2 separate regions of the Arachis hypogaea genome follow, and region 1 is linked to region 2. The links are chromatin contacts, called in public Hi-C maps. All regions are on one chromosome and are shown on one strand. The core of a region is the stretch at or near the end of the contact, and the rest is flanking DNA. Distances in the headings are between cores, read along the strand shown. Region 1 overlaps LOC112727181 (a long non-coding RNA gene). Region 2 overlaps LOC112727178.

What was found. A called contact is a pair of places that touch in the nucleus more often than the background predicts.
Region 1: a contact with region 2 is called in a Hi-C map of an unstated tissue, with 2.5 times the contacts expected there. The contact joins two enhancer-like sites. A contact is called at or near these places in 2 of 8 Hi-C or Micro-C datasets (leaf and an unstated tissue).

Annotation. Positions count from the first base shown.
Region 1 is chr12:25,040,591-25,046,985 of arahy.Tifrunner.gnm2.J5K5, forward strand. LOC112727181 (a long non-coding RNA gene) reads right to left here. Exons shown (of 3, transcript XR_011868424.1): 2 at 5,746-5,868; 3 at 4,935-5,650. Among protein-coding and RNA genes, the nearest start is that of LOC112727181, 3.8 kb to the right of the region's middle. Within about 2 kb of position 2,176, at least 1 of the 3 cell types and tissues checked has open chromatin away from gene starts, as enhancers often do.
Region 2 is chr12:24,912,593-24,918,894 of arahy.Tifrunner.gnm2.J5K5, forward strand. It overlaps LOC112727178, which reads left to right. Exons shown (of 11, transcript XM_025776850.3): 6 at 2,673-2,826; 7 at 5,829-5,955; 8 at 6,139-6,236. Among protein-coding and RNA genes, the nearest start is that of LOC112727178, 11 kb to the left of the region's middle. Within about 2 kb of position 3,954, at least 2 of the 3 cell types and tissues checked have open chromatin away from gene starts, as enhancers often do.

The DNA.
Region 1 (6,395 bases), core at 926-3,425, 130 kb after region 2:
CGTTCGGAAACTAAGCAATATTGACTACCTACGGTTAATTGAGCTGGCTCCTCAATATTATGCTGTGAAAAATTAAATTCTTCATGGTTTTGCCAAATAGGTAATCAAAACTTTCTTTATTTTTGCATCTCATTTGTGCTTTGATAATTTTGGGCAATTATATACTTTTATTATGTTAAGCTTTTTCATTTTACATTCATAGAGAATAAAGCAACTTGCTAAAGTGGCCTTGAAATTCCCAAAAATTTCCTATGCCTTTGTCACCTTAACACTATGCTTGGCATATTAATGATGTTACGCTTAAATTGGAATAACTGTTGATATCAGCTTAGTAACAAAATGGATCTGATTAGCTTGTGATGTCCCTAGGTTTTCTTTCTTCCCAAAAATCCTAGCTCAATGGAACTAATAATCTCATGTATAGTCAAATTGCGTTGCACCTAATCTCAAGATGTGAAACATAATATGCTAATGATTATGCATGAGTTCAAACCCCTTCACTTGGAAAAATTAAAGAAATGATTTATACAAAATTTATCCATTCATTCCACATATAAATGACACTGAAATGATTGATTTTTATCGTAGGACATTTATCTATTACAGCAAGATCAATGAAAGCTTTAGAATATGTCTACTTTATCGATGTTGCCTATTGACTTTATATAAATGACAACAGTTTTAATGGCTTGTCTTTGCTATCATTACTTGTCTAAAACTATGGAAATGCGGCTTGATCCTCCAATGACATACACCTCTTACTGAGTTGTTCCTGCTTTATTTTCTACCACTGGGTGGTTACTGAGTGATGTAATTGCAAACCTTACTGTCGATAGCTACATTTGAGGTGGTGGATTAGCTTGAGCAAAGGAATTGAGTTAGACCAGTTAACAAATATTTTGAACTGTCCAATTCTATCAAACTTTAGGTGCTAGTGGTATTATGTAGATGCCTATTTGTCTAACTTATGAGTTCAATAATCATTGTGTAAAGCTATTTTTTTCTAGATCTGCATATTTATCTAATGTTGTATATTAATTTTAAGGGTAAAGTATGCTTTTTGTTTCTAATGTTTTCAAAATTTTTCAAAAATATTCCTAACGTTTAATTCAATTCAATTTTGTCCTTAACGTTTGAAATAACTTTCAATTTTACCCTTATCATTAATTTTTAGACGGTCAACCATTAGTCAACATTTTAATTCTAATTTTACCCTTTATTAATTCTTTTATTTTCAATGTCAATCCTAATAATTCAAAAAATTCACCCCTCTTAACCTTGAATACCACTCTTTTTGACCATTGCCAAACAACCCAAACACCCTTCACTGCCACTGTCACCAAGTTACAAAACCCATGTCATTGGTCCACACTTTTTTTTAAAGAAAGTTCAGTTATGTTCTTGTGTTCTTGACCTAAAATGAAAAAATTATAAAATGACATTGCTCTATTATCATGGTGCTATCATGTACATCCAGATTTGCTCTATTATAACATCATTCATAATCTAATAATTGTGTCTAACATGGCTACCCGAAAGGAAGCGTGGAAAGGAAACATTTTTTGTTTAATTTAATCTCTTTAATTATGAATGCATGATTTTTTTGTTTGTTTGAGAACAAACAAAAACTTAAGTTTGGTGTTGTGATGCATGACCATCATTTAGTAGTTTCCTAGTAATTATGTTAGTAAAGTTAGTGATTTCTCGCTATTTCTCTGGTGTTTTAGTCAAGATACTTTGAGTACTTTGATTTATGTGTTTTGTCAAAGATTATTGAAGATTATCTAAATAACAAAAGGAAACTCAGAAAGGCACTCAAGTCAGAGAGGACGCTAAGTCAGAGAGCAAGCAAAAACAAAGAAAGAAGTAAGCAGAGGCATGGCGTGCCACTTGCTTCACGCCAACCACACGCTAGGCCAAAGTGTAGAAAGCTACCTTCACTCTACCATCGAGGGAGTGGGACATGCCTCACGCTACTTCCACCCAGGCTCGAGGACGTCCCACGTCCTTCATGCCACACACGGCACCACCTTCATTGCCCATGCATGCGTCGCAGGCATGGCACACCATGCACGCCCCTGTTGACCTCTATCCTCCAAGCTTCACAGGCGTGCCACTAGCCCCACGTGACTCACGCCAATTCTATGCAACTTTCAAGGGCGTGCCAGGCGTGGCACGCTGAGCCATTGTCTAGAAACATCTCCCATTGCCTCCAGCTTCAACGACGTCGCACGCCATGCACGTCACTCACGCCAGCCCATGCAACCTTCGAATAAGTGGCATGTTGCACATGCCCACTCTCCTTCATCCTTCAAGGGAATGTCACTTGCCTCACGTGCTTTATGATCTCTAAACAAAAGAACCCTCGGAGGTGCACAATAAAGGTTGCAAACCTCACTCAAAAGCGAAGCCAATTCTCAAGCCCAAGATTGAGTGGAAGCCCCTAAATTTCTAAGGAAGCAACTCACCAAGGATCAAGTTCTAATCACAAGGAGAGTCACTTTTAATTTGAATTTAATTTGGAAAGATATGATTTGATTCTATTTGAGTTAAGTTTGAATATTAGGTTTTGTTTAGGTTTAAGTATAAAAGGATCCAGAGAACTATGGATAAAAGGACCTTTAGCTTATTCTGCATAATTTTGAATCCTTATTTTTGTTCTACATTATGAGTAACTAACCTCTTCAGTTAAATTGAGGAGCTCTGTTGATTCTGATGGATTGATGTTATTACTGTTCTATCTTTGATTATTGCATTGATGTTTTCTCAAGAAACAAGGTTTTTGTTCTTCATTATAAGGATATGAAAGTATTGGAAAATAACTCAAATTTTATTGAATTCTATATCAAACTTGGAAAATCTGATTTCTGGAATTGAGTGTGAAACCTCTTCTCATAATTCTTTAAGTTTCTAAAATTAGTTTCGATAAGTGGCATCTAATCAACTATAATTAATCTTTAAGAATTGTGTGGCATTAAATCAGACACTGTGCTCAACCTCTTATCGTAATTGATTGTTCAAGGAATTGACAGTTTGTTAAGTAAAGAGAAATTGAATTACCAAGAGATTGAGATTTAATTAATTATCATTTGCCATGGATGCATCGTTGCATGATCAAGATAGAAAGTAAAAAGAGTTTGTCATGAAGTCTTAACATCTCCAAAACCTTAACCTTTTTAATTATATTACTTGCTTTAATCATTACTGCTTGCTGCTTTTAAAGTTTCTGTTTGATCCTGAACACATCTCAAATCAAGTTTTCAATTGTCTAACTAGAATAATAAATTAACCATTACTTGCTTAGTCCGTTAGTACTCGTGAAAACGATAACCCATTCCCGTGGTATTACTTGATACGATTCATTGCACTTCGCGAGTTGTGGTTTTGAAAAAATTCCGTATCAGAACATCCTTTTCCTTGGCTAACCTAGCTATCATCAGGATAATTCTTCTCTCTAGGAATACATTTACCCTTATTAACACAATAAGAGTGACAATCAATTGGGCAATTAGCAATCAATTCCAATTAACAATCACACTACAGGAACAGAACATATTGACAATTAACAATCAAATAGGCAATTAATCAATTCTAACAGAATCTATAAGCAATTAACAATCAATTCTAACACAACCTATTATCTAATTCTAATCACACTATCACATTGACAATCAGGCAATTAACAATCACATTGTAGCAACGAATGCTGTTAACAATTAACAATCAACTAGGCAATTAACAATCAATTCTAACAAGAGTCTATTAGCAATTAACAATCAATTCTAACAGATAAATTATGTATAAGGACCAAGGTTCTGAAAATCGAACTGGTTATCAAACTGCTCTAGCTACTGGTTCAATGGTTCACTGGTCTAACTGATTCAACCGTGATTCAACCGAAAAAACTATTTTATAAGAAAATAATAAATAAATTATAAATAAACACCTTACATCATAATTACAGCTAGTACAATTGAATCACAAAAGATAAAACAACATCACATCACTATAAAAATCACAAAACACAACAGCACAATTAATCAATAATCATACAATCTAAACATAACTAAGTCATCAAGACAGTCACAATACAACACATTACTGTATAAAAATCACAAAACACAATAGCATCACAATAGAGCAGCCATAGTTATCAAAAATTAATAATCAATTAATCGTTCAATAATTTTTCTCAAGCATAGTTAAGTCATCAAGTCAGTCACAATCTAAATACATCACTATATATAAAAAAACACAAAACATCAGCACAATTTTAATAAAGACCTTACATCATAATTACAGCTAGTACAATTGAATCACAAAAGATAAAACAACATCATATCACTATAAAAATCACAAAACACAACAACACAATTAATCAATAATCATACAATCTAAACATAACCAAGTCATTAAGACAGTCATAATACAACACATTACTGTATAAAAATCACAAAACACAATAGCATCACAACAGACCAGCCATAGTTATCAAAAATTAATAATCAATTAATCGTTCGATAATTTCTCTAAAGCATAGTTAAGTCATCAAGTCAGTCACAATCTAAGTACATCACTATATATAAAAAACACAAAACATCAGCACAATTTTAATAAAGACTAACAAGGTTAACTAGTAAACTAAATCAACTAATCATTCAATGATTCAATCCAAAATAAGAAAAGAAAGTAACAAATGTACAATATAGCATCGGACCAGAGCTAACCATTCAATGATTCAAATTTCAATCTGAGTACTACTAGCAGAATCCCAAACAAATATCAATGATTTTAGCAAAGAATGAAGAAGAATAGATAACGAAAATTAAAATCAACTAAAGCCATTGCCTTCGTTCTGAGCAGTCTGAGCAAACAATACAATTCAATTACAATATCACAGTAATCCATAGCAACCCACAACAACCCATTCCAACTAGTAATCTCAACAGTTAAAATTATTCAAAATTATTCAACCCAGTAACAAGTAACAACAGCAAGGTTCATAGATTAACTAACAACATCTATTCAAAATTATCCACAATCCTAAATCCCAGTAATGAAAAATCATAGTTCATCAATTAACTAACAACAATTAGTCAATTATAGTTAAAAAAAACCTAGAAGCTAGAACAGAGCAGACTGAGTTAGAGGGAGACAAGGAGCACGACCGAAGGGCTAACACGGCTGAAGGGACAAGAGTGCATTGGAATAGAGCTGGCGCCGACAGAGGAGACAAAGTTACGACGGTGGCTTCGCGATGGAGGGTAAGAAAGCTGTGACGGTGGCTAGACGGAAGTGAGGGAGTGAGGGAGGAGCTCAATGAGAGGAAGGAGAAGGAGAGTGGCTGAGTGTGAGACAAGCTCGATGATACTCTCATCCATACCTAATAATTACCACCAATCCAACAACAATACAGTGGAAGTGTGGAACAGAGATGGCCGTGACGGGAAGTGGTTGCGCGACGGACAGTGGCTGCGTGAACAGAGCTGGCGGTGGCTGGAGTCTGGACATTGGCTGAACGGAGGTTGCGCCGGTGGCCTTGAACAGCTTGAAGTTGCAATGGTGGTGGTGGCTTCGGAAGTTGCGCCAGAAGTTGCTTCACGTTCTCCTTCTATGCATTGTGGACTGGAAACTGGAGAGTAGAGGGGTACTGGGGTGATGGTCACTGGTTAAGGAGTTAAGGTTCCAAAATCCAAACACAAAGTGACGAAACACTGCATTTTTTTGCAAAATTTAGAAACTGACCCGGTCACGATTCGGTTCGGCGATCCATAACCAGTTTCTTAATCTACCGGTTTCTGCTTCTGTCCAAACCGTCTTTAGCAACGGTTTCTGATTTGACTGCCAGTTCGAACTGATTTTCAGAACCTTGATAAAGACCACACCATTATTGTTGCAAAAAAAAAATGACTTGACCATTATAAACAATGGTAATTTATGGACCCTCAAAATTGAATTTGAAAATAACGTGCATCCCATTATAAACGGTTATCAAGTGAGAGATTTCTGAATAGTTTCGTTAAGTTGGAATGATTTTCACAAAATATTTTTATTAGCAGAATCGTAATATCATAACCACAAAGTAAACTAAATAACTAAACACCAATGTCCAAACATTTTCATTCCAAATTCAAAATTAGCAAACAAATACAAAATCTGCAATCAACAGCATAACTAAATTAGTAATTAGCAAAGTTCTCATTCAACAAATCCAAATCTTCAATTCAACAAATTGACAAATTCAGGTCTCATCATAAATTCATAACCAAGCAATTAGTCAATTACATTACATACATAGCATCATAAGAGATTAGAGCTTTCAAACACACACAATTAACTAATCGTTTTTAACTAAATCATTTTGACCACATTAAAAACTAAATTAACCAAATCAC
Region 2 (6,302 bases), core at 2,704-5,203:
AAATCTCACACAATTTTTGCTCACTATTTCTCTAATCATTCCCATTTTACCGCCATTCTCCAGTCCTCTACAATTCTATAAGAGAATCATTAGGCATAGTTAATAAATCACATGTCTCCTTAATACTCTGTTTTAGAATTTTTTTTGTATCGTGCTTTTGTCTCCTTTCTCTTCGTGCTTCTAGTCTCTCCATTCTCCTCTCTCAAGTACTTTTTTGCTACATTTTCTTCATGTGTATACAATTTCAATTTGTGTTCCCAAAGTTCATGTTCTATTTGCCTCCAAAATTTAGATATTCAATATCTTTTTTCTTTCTCAATATTTTTGTCTCTCCTTTCAATCTTTGTCCTACCTTTCTTTTTGGCATCTTCTTCTTCAAACTATTGTTCTTGTATTGGTTGCCTTTCTCTCTTCTTCACTTATATTCCTATCCCCTATCTCACGTGCCTCATTTTTAAACTTGGTGGTTTAGATGGGCCAGAGCCTGAGTCCCCTTCATTTCTAATCTCATTATAATCCTTATTCGCCCCATCCTTCTTTAAATATGCTCATTTTCTAAATATCTTATTTCATTATTTTCACTTAGCTCATTAAGTAGACCCAGATTAGGCTCTCTTACAACCTCTTTTATATCTCTATCATCTTACCAAGTTTGAGTTTTTGACTCATTAGTCCAAGTTTTTCTTCCTTTACTACCTAAATTTTGATTCTGGGCCTTGATGACATCATTAGTCCTTCTCCATCCATGCACAGCCATTTGCGATTTCACTTCTATCAACCTTCCCACTTCCATATTGTTGGCTATCCTAAGCATATCATCTTATTCACCGCCACTAGCCTCTGTCTACGTGCCAGTGTGCCTCGCTTTCCTTATTGTTTCATTGGACATATTTCTATCATTCTCACATACTATAGTGTCCTGCACACCCTTATGCTTCCCATGCATCCCTTGTCCTTTTATTGTCACTTTCTTCTCCATTAGCATAACCTATCATTAGAATGCGTATTCATTTGCCCTATCTTTCTTATAAATTACCTGAAATTCCTCATCATCAATCAATATATTCAAGTATGCTTGTATGGTGGGATCGAAACTTGAGTCCACTAACACCTTAAAGGAGTTATAATGTTAATTTTTCTATCTATCCACTTTTATCACTATCCCCCAAACTCCCCCTCTATATTATCCTTATTTCAAGCATGTATGGGAAGTCCTATGACTTCCACTTAAAGCCTCCTCGACCTATTTGTTTCTTTAGAAGTCCATCTTTTGACGTCTATGAAGTGATTTAGTAGAAAAAAAAAATTGTGCTGCTTCCTCCATATTTTTCTTATTGTCAAAAGTCATCACCATCTTTACCTCAGTCATGTTGTACCAGTTCCTCATCACTGTCTATTTCACCTCCAGAAAGTCTATTGGATTAATTGCTTCCTCAATTAGACTCTCTATTTTCTCAATCATTCCTCCATTACTATCTAATACCACATTTGATTTTTCACATTGTGTCATTGTCGTCTCTTGGATCTATCGTTCCTAGTCGTCCCCTTCCAAACTTGACCACATCCTTATACAATCTTTTTCTATTATATCTCCTTCTTTCATATCATTTATATCTTTTACTATGTTATTCTTCTGCTTGGGTCTTCTCATTCTTTTCATCTTTATTCATCTTACCCAATTTTACTCTTTTGTATCTAACCTCTGATAATCTTATCTTGTATCTCTGCACCACTCACCCGTCCAGTTTTTGAATGACATTCAGAGTACCAATTCTCATCGCAAACTTCACAAAAACAAACATTAGCAGGTTCCTCATCATCTTTTTCTTTGACAAGAACACATCCACTACTCTTCCTTCTCTTTCAAACACTTGCAGATCTATGCTACCATTGTATTTAGTGGTAGGTTGTTAGTGAATACAGTAATTGATCGATATTCTTGATCCCTAAGAACTTCTCCTACTCTCTTATCATTATTTGTGAGAGCCTCTGAGGTAGTAAACTGTGATGTGTGATTGGTTGGTTTGATCTCCAATAGATTTTAAGTCTTCTCCTAGTCACAATTTGTCACTTTTCTCGTTCAAATCCCTCACTTTCTCTTTGGTTTTCTCTCTATTTTTCTCTTTTCTCTCTCATCTTTCTATTCCACTTCTCGTACTGAAAGAAAAAACTCAACAGTACAAAAGTACCTTATTCGATAAATTCTCAATGACATCTATCTCGTCATTATATTTTTTACTTAATCTATAACTAATCTTATAAAAGAAATAATTTGGACTTATAAATTTGTGGTTAATTTTATTTATTCTCCATAATTTGTAAAGTTAAACTTTTAAATATTATTCTTAAACATGTTATTAGTTCTCTCAACTTTAGTTCTTTCCACAAATATTTTCACTCAAATGAATTTTGAAACATGAATAATGATATTTAATTTATTTAATATAAATTTCTTGAACTGCCAAAATATGTAGAATAAAATTACACAAACATGTTAATAGAAATGATGTAGATTCTTATTTATTATTCATTCTAATTCTACCTTCATCTGAAGATTTTATCTTTGACAATTTCTGTGAGTAACTTTAAATTATTATCATTATATAAAATTATTAAAGAGTGTAAATTATTGGCTAATTATATTAATTAATGATAGTATTTTATGCATTCAGGAAGACACGAACTTGTATATTCAATCCAGGAGAATATCCTCCAATGAAACCAGAAGATCTTCATAGTACTAACTTGGTATCTATATTGGCTGGATCAAAAGTGGTTTATTTTGATGGAAGGATGCTTGACACCGCTATTGTCATTGCTCAAGAGGTAATTAATAAGTTACATAATTAAGTTGAATCATGAAATGTTTTCAGCTCACGGAAAATTTTACTCACTAGATTAGTGATGATAATTTACTATTATTATATTACCTATTTAATTTGTGAATCACTAACTCTTAACAAAATATGTAATGTGTAAATAACCTTACTATTTTTTTAAATAACCTTACTATTATATTACACCGTTGAATAATTGTTTTATCGATGTAATTTATTTTGTGTAAAGCCTCTTTGATTAAAATAATTGATATACCTTTCTATATATCAAATTAACAATAGTATAAAAGTTTAAAATGTATATGAAATATGAAGGGTTAATGGTCAAATTAGTCTCCGAAAGATAGGTCAATCGTCATTTTTATCTTCGAATGATTTTTTTAATCAAATTAGTTCCCAAAAGATTTAACATTAATCTCGTTTGTCCTTCCGTTTCTGGGCTAACAGTTTTCGTCACTAGGTGTCCACGTAGAACGTTAAATGACAACTGAGTAGTGACAAAACGACGCCGTTCTATATCATTAGTGTGTTTTGAATAACTCAGCATTGTTTTATGCTATTACTGAGGTAATTCTTCCATTATTCTACCACTGTTCTCCTTTCTCCAAAAACTAACAAAAAGTCACCCAAAATAGAGTGAGAAGATAAAGCTGTTTCGATCACTGGAATGGCCGTGGAAGCAATAACCGGCGAAACCTTGTAAAACCCTAGCAACAACTATCCCGGCACAAAAATCCTCACCCGAAACCAACCAACATTCAACCCTAACCCCAGCAACTACACATTCAGACTAGAAAGAAAAAACCAGAAAAAAGGAAAGAAAAATCGACGTAGAAGGATTCGTACCTCTCACCTAGAGACAGCGCCTACCACGACGGCGCAGTAAGACCCTAGAAACCCAGACAAAGAGGAGCATTCGCATTCTGTATAGCGTCACCGATGATTGCTTCCTCCACCATTCCAATGATCAGAGCTTCTTTGTCTTCTCTTTCTATTAAGTGACTTTTCGTTACCCTTGAGTGAAAGGAGAAGACCCGCGGCCGTACAACGGTGCCCTAGAGATCGAGAGGAATAAGCGTAGTCACAATCTGTTATGTGTCGTTGATGATTGCTTCCTCTACCCTTCCAACGATTGGAGCCTGTTAGTATTTTCTGTGTTTCGTTTATTTTAAGTGAAAGGAGAAGAGAAGAGTGAGTGAGTAATTTCAGGGTGGAGCTGTAATTAAAACGGCATCGTTTTATCACTGAGTTATTACTTAACACTACACGTGGAAAATCGTTAACGGAACGGATTAAACATTTGAGGGAAGACAAACGCGATTGATTTTAAATTTTTAGGGACTAATTTAATTAAAAGAATTATTTGGGGATAAAAATTATGATTGGACAATCCTTCCAGAACCAATTTAACCATTAACCCGAAATATGAATGAGTTTTTAGAACAGAATCTTATTGATGTTTAATTTTTACAAAATTTAGTACAAATGATATTTATAGTAAGTAATTATATTTAACGATTGGATCGATAAAAATTATTTTTTTTATAAAGAGTTAAATTGAAACAATGTATGTGATTTAATATGTATGTGTAGGTATATAAAAGCTTTAGGTATCTAAAACAAAAGGATACACCCAACATTAGAAAGTGGAATAACAAGATATTCAATTAAATTAAACAAAATTTGTTATTTAAACATTATAAATCAATAATCATATATTTGTATAGATTTATGTATACTATATATATATTTTTTAAGTAGAATAATCAATTTTTAAAATAATCAAATTGTTCACTACAGATTAATCAAACATTTCTACAACGGAATAAACAAATTTTTCATAAACACAACAAACCAATAACCACTATGTTTTTGTACTTTTATTCTTATTTTTTAATTATAAATGTGAATCTAATTCGATTATATATATTATCTATGTGATGTTTGATTATAACCATGAATTTAATTTAATTATATTATTTATAAAATAATTAATTATATTGGTGCTGATTTTTAATGTATATTTAATATGGTTAAAAGTTAATTATTATGATGATATTTTAAAATGATCAAGCGAATCATTCAATAAATCTTAAAATTATTTGATTATATTTGACCATTATACAGGCATTTCAACAGAATATACCTATTTTAGTTGATGCTGAAAAACCAAGGGTAGGATTGGATAATCTCCTAAGATTGACCGATTATATTATATGCTCAGAAAATTTTCCACAGGTAATTAAGCAAAATATAATATCATGAAGTAGCTTAGCTTATATTATTGCTTGTGAGTTTTATAATAGTTTCAACTTTGGTTTCTAGCTAAAACAGAGAACTTGAAAAGAATATGACAAACATTCTATTAATACTAAAAATCTACCATCAAATAAGCTATTTTAAATTCATGTATATTTATTATATGTGTTTTACATATTTTGGAAGCAGATATATACAATAATTAATCACTAAAATAATTAAACTTTTTGTAACATAATAACCAAATTTTCACAACAAATAATTAAAATTTTCAAGAAAACAAAAAAGTTAGTCACCAATGTGTTTTTGTAATTTTATTTGTATTTTGATTATAATTGTAAATTTAATTTGACTATTTTGTTTTTGAAATTTGATCATAAATGTAAATAAGTCTGATATTATATATATATATATATATATATATATATAATTTAATTAGAAATGTTAATATAAAATTGTTTTATATTTTATATTAGTGGTTAATTGATAACTGATTTCTAGTGTCTATTTGACGTGTTTAAAATATAGATAATAGTTAATAAAATGAAAATATATGAGAGTATGAATTTCTTCTTTCAAATATGCAAAATAACATTAGTTTACTTTTGGTGAAAATTAGGGTACCTTTTCCCCATTCACAAAACTATTTTCTCATTAGTTAATATGAATTAATTATTTATTTGCTAATAATATAATAACATAGTTTTTTTTTTTATTCATCATATTTGACAGGCTTGGACAGAGGCATCAACTATCTCAAAAGCACTAGTTTCAATTATGTTAAGGCTACCAAAACTCAAATTTGTGATTGTAACATTGGGAAAAGATGGTTGCATAATGCTTGAGCGATGCGTGGATGGTGAAAATACATCTTTTTCTTTCCCCTTTTGATTAAGTTTTGAATTTTGTCTAGTTTAATTCATATGATAGAATAGAAGATTAATTAAGCACAAATTGTAGCTTCTAGTTCATTAGCAATATTTTCTATGCATCTAATTATTTTTATGATTTCTATACTGAAAATAAGTGGCTATATATGCAGATATTTCTTCATTAGAAGAAATGGATATTGATAGCACATTTGAGTCATTATCAAAGAGAGAGGATGATACCATAACTATGCCTACTTGTATAGCTTCGGTAATAATATTAACTTAATTATGGTACATTTTTAATTTGATTAAGATTTTTTTTCCTAGTAGTAAT